Linked DNA regions of Mus musculus: regions 1 and 2 are each linked to region 3. A link is a contact called in public Hi-C data. All regions are on one chromosome and are shown on one strand. The core of a region is the stretch at or near the end of the contact, and the rest is flanking DNA. Distances in the headings are between cores, read along the strand shown.

Region 1 (4,161 bases), core at 1,265-3,764, 110 kb before region 3:
AGGAGCCCAACCTGCTGTCCCCTCTCGGCAGATGCACCATCTCTCTAGGTTACAGTCAACAGGGGACGTCTAAGGGGCCACTATTCTTTCCCATTGCACAGCAGGGTGACACTAACATGGATCCTTTTTCCAGTGGACAAGGGAAAGGCAGAGGAGATAAATGGGCTGAAGTTTCAATTGAAGTGAATATCAATAAAATATTCTTTCCTAGATGTGTACAGCACAAACCCATGCAAGAGAAATAATCTGTGAACCCCAGTGACCCCAGGGCTGTGTAGATATCCACAGAGCCTTTCCTGAAGTGTTGAAATCCCTCATGACACCACTTTTTACTTTCCTCAAAAGGTTGAATTCAGAAATGCCTATGACTCCACCCTATTCTGACCCCCAGAAATCCATCACATAGACATTCCCCTAATGAACAAACAGTACAACAGTGGGTGCTTCAATGGCCAAATATGCATGGTCATGCTCCCCTGGGCTGGTAAGTGATCAGGCTACTCCATTCACACCCTAGAAGGGGTTAGGGGAAGACTGCTCTTGGTTTGGAGGGTCGTGGATACCAGTGTTTTGATGGCCTTGGCTGGAGTGAAAAAGCAAGTACGTCTGAGGTGCCTTGTGAGTGGGGTGGTCTGACCAGGGAAGGCTGTATGGTGTATAGCACACTCCAGCTCATGGCCTACCAAGCATGGGGCCCTTTCTGTTTCTATAGCATTATCCTATGAGTATTGTAGGTTCCTTCTGTGAGACAGATTTTTCTTGGAGCCATGAAGAATAGGGGACTCTCAGGAAATCCTGGTGACAGGAAGACACCTACTCAGGAATTCCCTATGTCTACTCTAGTCAATGGCCTTTGACTTTTGGATGTGACCGTCAGGAACACAGCACAATTGCCAGCACCCTCCCTTCCGTCAACACCCATGTTCTTCCAATTGTGATGCATGGAAGTTGGGCATGAGAATTCATACCAGGATCGGGATGAGCTGAGCTCAGATGCCCCTTGATGGGATGGAGCTGAAGAGAGAGGCATCCTCCCGCTGAGAACCATGACTCTAATTGAAGGTTAATCATACCATTTCAGTGTCAGACTTGAGCTGTTCTGCCTAGTTGTCCCAGAACTGGGTGGGGATTCCGAAACACCTCTAGGCTTTGCTTTATAGAAAATTAGTTGAGAACCCACAAAACCTGTAAAAGCTCTGCCTATGACCATTGTTGAATTGGCCTATTCTCCTCTCACGCAAACGCTTTTGCCTGCAATTCAGACTCATAAAAAGAGAAAATGAAAGAGTCACAGAGACTACTGCAGCAGATACTGAGGTGAGACGTGGCACCTGATGTCAGAACTAGGAATCGGAGCTAAGCATGGCAAATTCTAGTGTGCATGGGGCACGGAGCTCACAAAAGAATGGCAGGAAACTGCCAGGTGCAAACAGCCATGAACAGACAGACCTGTGGTTACTACCACTCTGAGCATCCAAGAAGTACTTGATAAATATAGATAGGATGAGCCGCATAATCACAGTCCCAAGAAACAGCTCTTGAAGCCAAGACTTTATTTCATGTTGGAGCTTTAGGCTCTAAACCACTCTTGAGTAATGTCTCCTGCCAATCTGTCACTTGAGTTGCTTCGGAAACCTTTCCTTAAAGGAATTCCACACCCATAAGAAGTTTATTACTCTGTCATCCCATTTGTTAGGCTAGTTGTGATACGTCAGAGGAACGTAAATAATCCCATTCAATTGAAAACAAAAAACAAAAACCAAAGCTTTCTTGCAAGCATTCAGAACTTTTGGCATCTCAAGCTCCGTCTGCATTTTTCCAAATGCTGGGCTGATTTTTTTCATGACTGTATGTTGAAAAAGCCATGAGGGGCGGGGTGCGCAAGACTCTCAGATGACCCTTCAGGAGAAACCTGTCTACATCTGGCTCTCCTCTGACACCTGCTGTATCGAACCTGTTTCCTTTGTCTTATCCTGGGAAAATGTACGTTTCTCGAACCGTCGCCACATATTCATCTGTAGACACCTTTCCCAACTCAACCACTTGAATAAATGACTCGGTTTGCTTGTAATGAACTTTTCCAGTTCAGCCTCACCAACAAAAAGATTAGATAAAAATTACCAAGTAACTGAAAGGTTCAGAAATCAGCTGCTTTGGCCTTTGTTTTTCTCTCCTTAGGTGTTTATGGTGGAGTGGGAATGGAAACTCGAACACAGACCAATTTCAGGTTCCTGTCAGCATCTCATGACAGGTCCTAGATAAACCCCATAAACTGTGAAAAATGGACAAGTCTTGGTTTTGATAACCTACCCTGGGATGAGGACCAAGAAGTTAAAGTCTCTGGATTCCGGAATTTTATCTCATGTGTTTTCCAGTGATTAATCCCAAACTTATCTTATTTCGTCAACAGTTCCAACAAGCCAAAAGGGACATTTTGGACGTCTGGCTGTAGCTCTTCTCTCGGCCCCAGCTTACCAGTGCCAAATGAAATGCTGATTAACCAAAAGTGCCCCTCCTCCCCCTTTTCCTGGCACGCGGAATTGCAAGGCAGCTATAGAGCAATGCTCTGGAGAGTGTAGACGTGGGTGGGAACTGCAGACAGGAGAGTTTTAGACTGTGGGGAAGGCACTGGTGTTGAAGAGGAATAGGAAGCAGGGGTCCAGGGGTGAGGTTGTGGAAAAGCAACGGGGCTGAGCTGAACAGCAAACATGAGGCGTTCCAGAGAACGCTGGAGAGAAGGGTCTAGAGGGAAAGGAGTGTCAGAAATAGGAATTGGTGGAGATTGAAGTCAGGTGGACAGACCTGGAGACTGGCTGTGAGGGGTGTAGTCCCAGGAACCACTGCCTATGATAGTGTAGGAGAGCCAGATGCTCTGATACTGGTGAGAGGGCAACAGACATGAGAAAGGAGTGACAAAGAACTGGGGGTCCGATTTAGAAACATCAGCTGGGTAAAGTAGGTTGGGGTCTAGACCCTTTGTGTTTTCCCCTTGTTTGTGCACTGCCCTAACTGTGTGCTTTTCTCCTCATCCCCGGACTCCATCCATCATCCATGCGCAGTACCATTCACCTACAGCATCTTACCCACAAAACCCTCACTTAGTATTCCTAGAAGCTTGGGTGAATCTCCCCCTGAATACCTGTGAAATACAAGCTCAAAACGCTGCTGAAATGAAGGCTTAAACCACACCCAAACCAGCACATGGCTAGAGAATGAGATGCTAGCCTCAGCCTCATGTCACATTGCCTCAGACCTCTGAAGGACAGGTGTACATTTGGGAAATCTGCCTTGGTTTATGGACCCTTAAGCTGATTGGGAGTTGGTGACCCATCCGGTCCCTTTCTAAAATCCTGGTCCAGGGAACCGACTGGAACCTTTTACACAGTTCTGAGTTGACAAACCTTTCACTGAAATCCTTTAACCTATCTGAAGCATATAGGATATAAACTTTGGCTTCTACGCAGGTCGAAGGTTACTGGGTAAATCTCTTCAAATCTCCCTGCAGCCTTACCAAGGGCTCATAGGAGGCTTTAGTGCCCTCTGTGGCGGGAGTCAGACTCAATCAGCTTTCTAGAATGTTCTATGGTGAAGGCTGCTCTTCTTGGCTCTGCAGGCCACCCTTTGTCTTTTTTGAGGTTCTCATTCAGTACTGGCCTTTGGGGAACTCTATGGGGCTACTATGCATGGACCAAAATGGCTAAGCAGTAGTGTTTGTGTGCGTGTGCGCACATACACACGCACACGCACACACACTCACTCAGGGCAGAACCAGGAGAAGTAAGCTGTGAGTCTGTCCTTCTCGGCCTGCTGCTGGGGGAAGAGCTGGGCTCACTTGTGCCTGTGATTGCTCTGTCAAATCAATTCAAGAGACCATAAAGATATAAGCACTGAACAGCACCATCACGGGACTCTTATTTTTTTCAAGGCTCCCTGCCAGATATAACAAGAATAAATATGAAATGGCTTCATACTCCAAGCATGAACTAATGTTGGGGCTGGGGCTGATAAGTAAGAAACAGCTAAACAGACTTTGACACGGTGACTCTGGAGAGAGCAGTGTTCTCACTGGAAGTGGGGGTGTGGGGATTTACAGGGGCTGTTGAGGACAGAGCTGTCTGGGAGAGGTTCCTCCCTCATAAAAAATCCAGGCCCCTGCTGACT
Region 2 (4,734 bases), core at 1,293-3,792, 110 kb after region 3:
TGGGTTAGGGGGACCCTGCAGTGTACTACAGATGGCATAGCCACCATCTACTTCTTCCGTGGTTAATAGCAAATATATTGCATTTTCCTATGTTGTGTCACTCAGTGTGACTGAAAGCAGACTGCTTGAATAGAAATCAGAGCAACAGCAGTGAGGATTCATAGCTTTATAGATTGTGGCATTTAAAATGTATATGCCTGTTCTCTCTCTCTCTCTCTCTCTCTCTCTCTCTCTCTCACACACACACACACACACACACACACTTTCTCATATAAACATGCACACACCCAGACTCTTTTCTCTCTCTCGAACACACTTGCGCGCGCGCGCACGCACACACACACACACTCATTCTCCTCTCTCTCTCTCTTTCTCTCTCTCCCACACATATAATCTCCTCTCTCGTGAGTGCACACACAAATGCACATGAGCACACAAAGAAACACGCAAATACACTCACTCATGCACACACACTTTCTCACATACACATGCACACACACACAGACTCTCCTCTCTCAAGCACACATGCATGTGCACACACACTCATACACACTCACTCGTGCACACAAACTCACGTGTACCTTGCTTACTCTGACGCTTACCAATGACAGACATTTCCCATCTTACCACCCAAGTATTCTCCAGCTCTCATGTAACACAAGTCTGATCGGCAACCTATCCTGTCCTAGAACTCAGGCACCTCTGCCAGTCTTCGCTGTATTTAACCATGGCTATAGTATACCGTACTGTCTAATATAACATGACTGGTCGCAGGCTGTAAGAATGGAGATGGTATATACTTCTCCCGGGTCTCACATGGAAACCTCCTGTACCCAGTTTCATTTCCTCACTCACTGACATGATACATTTGCACACTGCAACCCAAGATAGAAAGATGTCAGCATCAAGGCGTGGAAGAAGCCTGTCTCTGAGTGTATACTTGGAAGAGAGGCCCTAACAGGAATGTCATATTGAGTTTGTAAGAATTAGAGGTAAATTTCCACGTGCTAAGTCGCTGAGATTTGAAGGTTTATCTAGTACCGCAGCTAGCATTACCCACCTACTACACCAAAACAGACCAAGAGCTCAGCAAGTGCAATCCCTTAGTTCCCCAGGCACGCACGGTATTTTGGCCTCGTTCACCACTCCAAAGCAAAGGCACCTTTGCCAGAATATTTCCCTGAGCCTTCCTGGACTTGGATGGGTATGAGAGAAACTATTTGCAGGGCCATTGGTAAAGCTCGCACTTCATCTGGTGTCTGCAGCACAGGGCTATGAAAACAGGGTGGACTTTGATGTCAGACAGACGTGGCTGGGAACCTTACCCAGCCCTGACAACTCTTTGGCTTCAACTCCCTGGGCTTTTGTTTCTTCATCCGCAAAATGAGGGTAATGATACCTCGTTGTTGCTTGTTGTAATTTGGCAAAGAGGGTGGAATAAAAGAAGCCATCGCTTGTAAAACACACACACACACAGTCTCTGGTGTCCCCGAAGCACTCTCTAATTCCCCACAACAACCATGAAATTAACAAATTAACAATTTATTTACCCTTCTAATCAGAAAAACTAGGCAAGAGGGACCTTTTCCACACTGGACCATGTGTTTATTTTTCTATGTAAATGTTGACTATTTCACAAAGACTATTTCACTATTTCAACAAATACTTCTGTTTTCTTGGGTCACAAAAAAAAAAAAAAAAAAACCAAACACTTAAATTGTAGGAATCTTGAAAAATCAAACTGTAAACAAAGACAACGTAATTTTTAATAACTTTTTTCTTTTAGGAGAAACAAATGTTTTTACACTAGTGACAGCGAAAGCCATGCTGGAGTTTGATCCAGAAGAAAACACTTGATCGCCGTGAGGCTAGGACCTTCCTCGTTGCCCTGTGACCTTAAATAGAAGGACTTGGTGGGGAAAGGATGATGCATCACAAAACAAGGAAGTTGGTTCAGGCAGGCCGTCCTTTTCACCCAAACAAGTCTATAAAGGAGACTCGTCTCAAAGCAAGTGAGCTTTGGCAACAGCACCCAGGCGCCTAAGCAGAGCGGTGTTTCTCCAGGTAAGCTGGCAGAGCAATGATCTGTTGCAGTCCCAACCCCCAGTACAGCAGGAAGCTGAAAAGTCAGGGCAGCGGTGCTGCAGGGGAGGCACAAGATGAGAGGCCGCCCACCACCGGCATGACTAAGTGCTCTTGGGGACAATCCCCACTCAGAGGGCAGAAAGCAAATATCCAGATGTTATGAGCTGTCAGACGTGATTAACTGAGGAAAGGTGAAGCTGCCCACTTAACCATCCGAGCAACCTTTCTCATCAGAACGACCCCAGAGTTCTCTGCAAAAACATTCACTGGCGAAATAAATGGGAGGCTCCGCCCAACTCCAGCGTTTGCTGCCCACCCTCCATCAAGTCAGAACAGCGGCCTATTTTAAACCGGTGGCAACGTGTTCTCTCGTGGAAACGTGTGGGTTTCCTGAGACAGGCTGGCGCTCCGAGAAGCAGGCACGCGGAAGGCTGCGCCCACTCGCCCATCCTTCCTCTCCCACAAGAGTAGAAGCAGGAGTTCCAGGAGGAGCAGGGGGGGAACTGCTGCCATCTTCCATGGCATTAACTCACTCTTCTGGGAAAGGAGAAGCTGAGGTCAGGTTAGGAGTGTGGCCCCATGTAAAGAAACTAATGGATACTGGGAAGAAGAAACCAAGCCTCAGATGCTGGCCTCTGCATCTTCTCTAGAACCTAGAACAGGAGTTTAAACGGATCTCAGTGTCTATGTAACATACTTCAAAGCAACTTTAAATGTAGCAGAAAATATTTCTTCGAACGCTGGAGACTTGCTTTTACCAAGGTCACAAAACCAAAAAAAAATTCAGAAAGCATTTTTTTTTTTTTTTTTTTTGGACACCAGGTTGTGTTTGACTTACAATCTCTCCAGCTGCTTCAGATCCTGGAAGGCGCCTCTCTCGATGATGCTGACTTGATTGTCTTCCAGATGCCTAGAATCAGAAAGGCAGCCAAGGTCAAGGACCGAAGAGGGATAGGGGTCCTCATGGGGGGCACTAGGCTGTGCACTCATATCACATACTCCCTCCTAGGACCCCCTAGGAGGATTCAATTGGAATCACTCTGATGGGACAAAATAACTCACATCCCAGTGTAGTGTCACGGTAAAAAGGGATTCAACACCCGCACACTTCTACCTGACAGATTGGCTTCCATGTCTCTATTTTAAGAATGTTACCAGCAAATGTCCCCCAGAGCACTGCAGAATCATGCACAGAAGCAGAGGGGGCAAAGCTGCTCTTTGGGGAAAAAAAAATGCAGATTCAATACCTCTTCTTTTGGAGCTCCTCCTCCAAGGATTCCAAAATACTTTACTGAAAAAGGCTTTCCCTGCTCAACCTCAAGGGTGGAGTCACTGTGAAACAGCACCGTGGCTAAGACATCTAGTCTGGACCCAGGGATTCTCTCATGTAGGGCCAGGCTCATCCAAACCTCCTAAAGATGTTCACGAAAGCTGTTCCTATGTAGGCTACATCTTTGCTGAACCTTAAGTTCTCCTGGTAGATGATTAAAAATCTTAAACACTCTGCATGAATTGGATCCATGCATGCCGCATACCTTGAGAGTCGATGATACAATGAAACATTTGTTTCCCTGACTTAAAAAAAGAAAGCAGATTAAAATGGATTAGTAAATAATCATTAGCTGAACATTAGGGACAACTGCAAAGATGATGTGGGAATCCTGAGTGGGGAAGGGGCCAAGAAATGACAGGACTGCAGTTTGGGACATGCTGTTGTGATCGGAGGTTGTTTCTAGGAAGGAGGGAGAATTCAGGAACGGTCCCAGTTCTCCTTGGGAATGGAGGAAGCATGCCCTTGGCTAGGGTACATCTTCCCTCCAAAACAGACCTTCCATGATGGCCGTACCTCTTGGACTGTCCTAACCGTCAGCATGGTGGCTTCAGGCTCAACCTTTGTGCTTCATTTCCTCATCTCTTCCCAAGGAATAAAGGATGGACCCTGTCTTCATCATACTCCTGGACCCAGCACAGTGTCCTACCCTAACAGCCTACTGAATCAGAAGCACAGCCGTGGGCCTAGCACACACTGGTTTCCCATAAAGGAAAACGTGGGTCAACAATGTGAGGTTTCTATCAGGGCACAGAGGGGTAATTGGTTGGCACAAGTATTTAAATACATTTGTGTTTATAAATGTTAACTGGCCAGAAGGGCCATTCTATTGGCCAGACTCTTCAACTCTTCCAAGCTCCACTTATGCGACTTCTGTCCTGTGGAGGCCAGCTCCTTCCAGGCCACTTTCTTAACAGATAAAAATATAGTAGCTATGAATTTGCCCAAGGGGAATCACAGAGCTAATGAAAGGATTTCAGGCCCCCAGTATACTTTTAGGATAATGGCTTCCAACCTCCCCGATGCTGCTTCGACCCTTTAATAGGTACCCCATTTTGTGGTGACTTCTAGTCATAAATTTATTTTCGTTGTTACTTCATAAGCAAATTTTGCTACTGTTCTGAATCGTAACGTAAATATGTTTTCCAATGGTCTTAGGAGACTCCTGTGAAAGAGGCTTTTGACCCCCAAAGGGGTTACAATCCAAGGCTGAGAACCACTGTTTTAGGATCTATGCTTGATTTCTATTATTATTATTAATTATTATCATTACTATTATAGTTACTATTGTTTAAGTCATTTAATTACTTTACTACTGA
Region 3 (4,629 bases), core at 957-3,456:
ACCCCTCTAGAGTGCCCTCATTCTCTCTATAGGGTGCGACTGAAATCCCCAGGGATACTTTCTCCCCATGACCTATAAGAAGTGTCCCCACCCATCTGATTCTCTCTATACTAGAGCTCATGGCTTATTCCTTGGATTTGGTACAATTGTGTGTTTAAGTTTGCTTAAGGTCTGTTGTGCCCACAATCTCTAACCCTCTTGAGGAAGGGACCACTTCTTGTTTCGACCACTGCTGTATATGCAGTTAAGGCCATTCCTGGAATGTAGTAGGTGACCACCACACTCACACTCTTGCTTTGTGATGGCAGCAAGCTTGTGTCCCTCACCATGTGTCAATTTTCTCCTCTACAAATAAGGGTGGACTGGGTGATATCTCCTTAACCTGTGGACTATCCCTTCTTAGATCCATGAGAATAGCTCAACAACTGTCAACACTAATAATAATTCCACGACATGAAATGCCAAAGAAATTACTAGATGCATAAAAATAATAATTACTCGCCTATCACAGGTACTGAGGGTAAGTATTATTTCATGATACTCTCTGTGAGGGTGTGTGTGTGTGTGTGTGTGTGTGTGTGTGTGCTTCCTTGTTTCCTGGTCATGATACAACACTTTTCACATCATGAGATGCTGAAAAGCTTTAAAATTATGGAAATTGATGTGGGGGAAATGGATCAGTGGTAAGAATGTTGTTTTACTACAATAAGTATCTTAGTTCGGATCTCTAGCACTAATGCAAAACCCTGGTGTGCATGTGATGTCCTACACCTACACCTACACCTACACCTACACACACACACACACACACACACACACACACACACACACACTCACACATATTCACACACATGCACACATGCACATACAGCTGGAAAGTGATTCTAATGAAAGACAATCTCTAAGATCTGTGCTTGGTCCCAGCCTTGGCATTCTATGCCCCCCCCTTCCTTTCCTCTCACAACCAGGGCAATGAGAGGCAGGTCTAAGTCCAACAGGCTTATTCTCCACTGGAGCTGAGGAAGAGACTTTCAGGCAACAGCCTTGGGCCATGAAAGAGGCTTGTCACCCTCAGTCCTGCCTTTGGGATAGCCTAGGTGGGGAAAGACAAACTCCTCTTTCTCAGCACTGATCACCCTAGGCAGTCTCCTGAAACCCTCACTTAGGGGTGGTGAAAACGAGAAGGGAGACCCAGAAAGAAGTTGACTCTTAACCTCCTGATCAAATGGGGCTTAGGGATGAAGACAGCACCAAAGTCAAAATCCAATCTGTCTAGAACACCTCCCCTCCTCTCCGAAAACAGGCCTCATAGCAGGCTACCTAAACTGGGAAGGTAGCCTGGAACCTTGGAGGGTGACCTCACTGGTGGCCTAGGATCTCTTACACGAAGGAGCATGGGCTGTTGGCTTCTGTGGTCTAGTTTTACTCCAGCCAAAAGGAGCAGGTGTTTCCCAAGGTACTCTTTCAACCCTACACCCAGCCCTGGTCACCCCCTTACACAGGCCCAATGCCACCAAGGCATTTGACTAGAGCAGAGCTGGCTAGAGTTTCAGTATAAACAGCCCAGTGACCTTGGATGTTGGCTTGGCTATCCTCAGGCTTGGAATAGCAGGTAACAATAGTCTACTTGGCAGTCAGACTAGAGCACTCGGCACCAATGCTACGGGGTGAGCGGCTAACTTGACCCTCTAACTTGAAACCATGGTAACCATGGCTTGGCCTTCCTTTCAGTTCCTAAAAAGCCAATCTTGGGGGTGTAGGACAGGATTCAGCTTTCCCATTAGGAAAAACATGCCAATTATTCTGCCTAGAAAGAGGTGCTGTGTGTTTAAATACACACACACACACACACACACACACACACACACACACACACACACGCATACATATGTGTATATATGTATATGTGAATACATGGGGGTATGTACATCTAAAAGTAAGAGTTGTGCCATTAAAGCTCAAGACTCAGTCCTGGTACCTGGCACCGTCTTTTGCACTGAGCAGAAAGTCTCACCCCTGGGCAGGACTCCGCAGGGGCTTCCTGGCCAGGCCTGGCTTCAGAAGCATGGCGGCCTGTCTCACCTTGCCCAGCCTATGGCTGCAGCAGGAACTTGAAAAGACATTTTCTCATTGGATCAGCACTGACTTACATCTTACATCCTCTCCTCTCTCTTAATCGTTCTGCACCCCTCCCCCTCCCCTCACACCCTCCCACTCACAGGCACACATAGCAAAACAGCTTGCTTCAAAGCGGGAGGCAGGAGAAGGGTATCTATTTCTGGCAAGCTCCCCGAGGAGGCCTCAGGGGGCTGGTAACTTACTCGCCTCCTCGGATCAGCCATCCGAACAAGCCTTGCCTCTCCTCTCCGTGCCCACCCTGGATCTCAGACCACCCTGCCTGCTCAGCGGCTACAGGATGCTCTCCTGCCTGGGCTTTCCCTGGCTCGGTCCCCCTTATCCACATCCCCTAAGCAGTCAGTAGCTGTAGGGAAAGCAGCTTCTAGAACAGAGAGGGTCACAGCTCTGCGTCCCTTGAGCTGCCTTTCCAGGTCACACTGGCTGGTGCCACACTGACTCCCCTTTGTTCCCACCCACCAGCTGCACTCCTTTGTCCATACTAAGGAGCCTCCAAAGATTCAGGAATTCCAGTGTCAGAACTAAGAGGGCTCTTAACATGACAGGATAGTCACACAATAACAACCCTAAATCCAAGCAGAGGAGGACAAGGACAGTCTTTGAGGATGGATGCCTAGGTGTGATCCCCCATCCCAGGTACCCGTGAGCCAATGATGTAAACATCCCAGGCCTCAGTTTTCTCATCTGAAAATGGGCTCTGCACTGTGACATCAGTAGTAGATGCAATGAGCTCCTCTTTACAAGGACAGTAAATGTATCCCCTACCTCCTATGAGGTCTAGCTACTGAAGCACAACCAAAAATACACAGAAAGTCAGGCCCCGAGCACCTCCCAGGAGGTGAGATTACAGGCCTACAGGGGATGACTGAGCGATACAAAAAGCCAAGCCCGATTATGTGAAGTGAGGCCAGGTCTTGGGTGGTTCACACTGCAGCCCAGGGAATGCAGCATCAGCAACAGCATTGCCTGGCTTCCCTCCATCTCTCCCACACGCATGGGGCTTCTCTCTCTAAGCTCTACACTCCATTGTATCACCTGTACCAGAATCCTTGTGTTGAATTCTGTCTAGGGTGGGTGAGAAGTGCTGTGCCAATTAAACAAGACAGCACACACACACACACACACACACACACACACACACACACACACACTGTTTGAATTAGCTCAGCACACTGAGTTCCCACAGAGTGGGGATGCTCTGTCCCCACCTCTGTGACTCAGCTTGCCCTACAGAACTGTGGGTCCTGGCCCCAGCTCCCATTCTTGCTTTCCATACACAACACACCCAGGAATGTTTTGGATTCTGGGTATCCGAGCTATTGCAGTATTTGACATGCATGCCAAGAAACTGCTTCAGAAGGAAATGGCACCAGCAATGATATTTTGCAGAACTTTGTTCTGCATCAGAAATAATGACTGATGGGCTTCTCAGTGACACACTCCTCGAAGCTGTCACAGTGGAGAGTTACTGTCTCCCGAGGACCCCAGCCTCTCTAGCACTTTCTGGAGACCTTTCCTAGGCCAGACTCCTTTTTTTTACCCCAATGACACTATAAACAGAATTTTCCTCCTCTAATTTTGTATCAACAAACTTCTCCCAAGACTGAACACAAGTCCTTTGTGTTTGGTTTCTTCCTGGGTGCTTGGTGTAGGTTGGTTCCATTAAAACCTTAAAGCATCGGGCAGTCTTTTTTCAGGGACCCTGTGCTAAGCTAATTAAAGAGAAATAGATGCCATAGGGAAAAAGCATCCGTGGTACACTTACAGTAGGCTAAAGGGCCCACGAGTCGCTGTTTGCTGGATGAGAAGGCTGATGGACAAGATGGAACATGTTTTGCTATTCTTTGTGCAGAAGATGCTTTGCAAATGATTTTGCACGTATGGTACTCTCTCTTCCTTTCAGCTATTCTGTTCTTAAGATCCTCAGGTCTCAGAAGGATTCTGAGACCCTGGGAGGTAAGTGAGCTTGTCCAATACACACGGCTAGCTGGGGAGAACTGGCTCCACATTGACTGCTACTAAACTGACTCTATCAAGCACTAGCCAGACCCCTGTGGCTTCCAGTCAAGTCAAATGTGGATGGAAGAATTAGAGTAAAGTGGGAGTGAGGGAGCCACACCAGGAAGAAGTTAGTGATGGAGACAACGTTGAGATAGTGACAAGTTCACGTAGTGCCAAACTACAAGGCTGAGGCTCTTCTGGGAAAAGCCAGAGAACCTTTTCTATGCCTCTTGTCAGCAGCTATCCCTCTGTCCGTGCCTTGCTCAAATGAAGAATGCATTGGGAGAAGCCAATCTATCTGCCAGTGTCCCAGGGACCTGCTCCGTGCCAGATACCCTCATGAGCAAATATTGATATATTAACCGCAGCTCAAACACTCTAAGAGCAGCAAACACACTCAGCACGGAGCGGGTTGGCTGGCCTGTGGCCACCTCCCTGCAGCCCAGAGCCAGAAATGGGCTGTTCTTCCCAGTGGAGGAATCTCTGCAGGGC

What was found. Hi-C and Micro-C count contacts between places; a contact is called where the count stands out from the background.
Region 1: a contact with region 3 is called in a Hi-C map of cerebral cortex, with 2.0 times the contacts expected there. The contact joins two enhancer-like sites. A contact is called at or near these places in 1 of 39 promoter capture datasets (hippocampal neurons), 14 of 484 Hi-C or Micro-C datasets (the N1E-115 cell line, Sertoli cells, cerebral cortex and 6 more) and 2 of 115 datasets of contacts at active chromatin or transcription factors (embryonic stem cells and stem cell-derived epiblast-like cells).
Region 2: a Hi-C map of forebrain shows a contact between it and region 3, with 2.8 times the contacts expected there. The contact joins two enhancer-like sites. A contact is called at or near these places in 3 of 484 Hi-C or Micro-C datasets (cerebral cortex, embryonic stem cells and forebrain), 1 of 115 datasets of contacts at active chromatin or transcription factors (double positive thymocytes) and 2 of 9 other capture datasets (adipose tissue and pancreatic islet).

Annotation. Positions count from the first base shown.
Region 1 is chr11:35,393,929-35,398,089 of GRCm38.p6, reverse strand. The region is part of intron 4 of Slit3 (slit guidance ligand 3); the gene reads right to left. Among named protein-coding and RNA genes, the nearest start is that of Gm46277, 110 kb to the right of the region's middle. Within about 2 kb of position 2,514, at least 19 of the 459 cell types and tissues checked have an H3K27ac peak or open chromatin away from gene starts, as enhancers often do. A contact at or near this core is called in cerebral cortex, where this site is marked.
Region 2 is chr11:35,176,044-35,180,777 of GRCm38.p6, reverse strand. It overlaps Slit3 (slit guidance ligand 3), which reads right to left. Exons shown (of 36, transcript NM_011412.3): 3 at 2,924-2,995. Among named protein-coding and RNA genes, the nearest start is that of Gm26070, 36 kb to the left of the region's middle. Within about 2 kb of position 2,542, at least 37 of the 459 cell types and tissues checked have an H3K27ac peak or open chromatin away from gene starts, as enhancers often do. A contact at or near this core is called in cerebral cortex and forebrain, where this site is marked.
Region 3 is chr11:35,280,933-35,285,561 of GRCm38.p6, reverse strand. The region is part of intron 4 of Slit3 (slit guidance ligand 3); the gene reads right to left. Among named protein-coding and RNA genes, the nearest start is that of Gm46277, 4.7 kb to the left of the region's middle. Within about 2 kb of position 2,206, at least 81 of the 459 cell types and tissues checked have an H3K27ac peak or open chromatin away from gene starts, as enhancers often do. A contact at or near this core is called in cerebral cortex and forebrain, where this site is marked.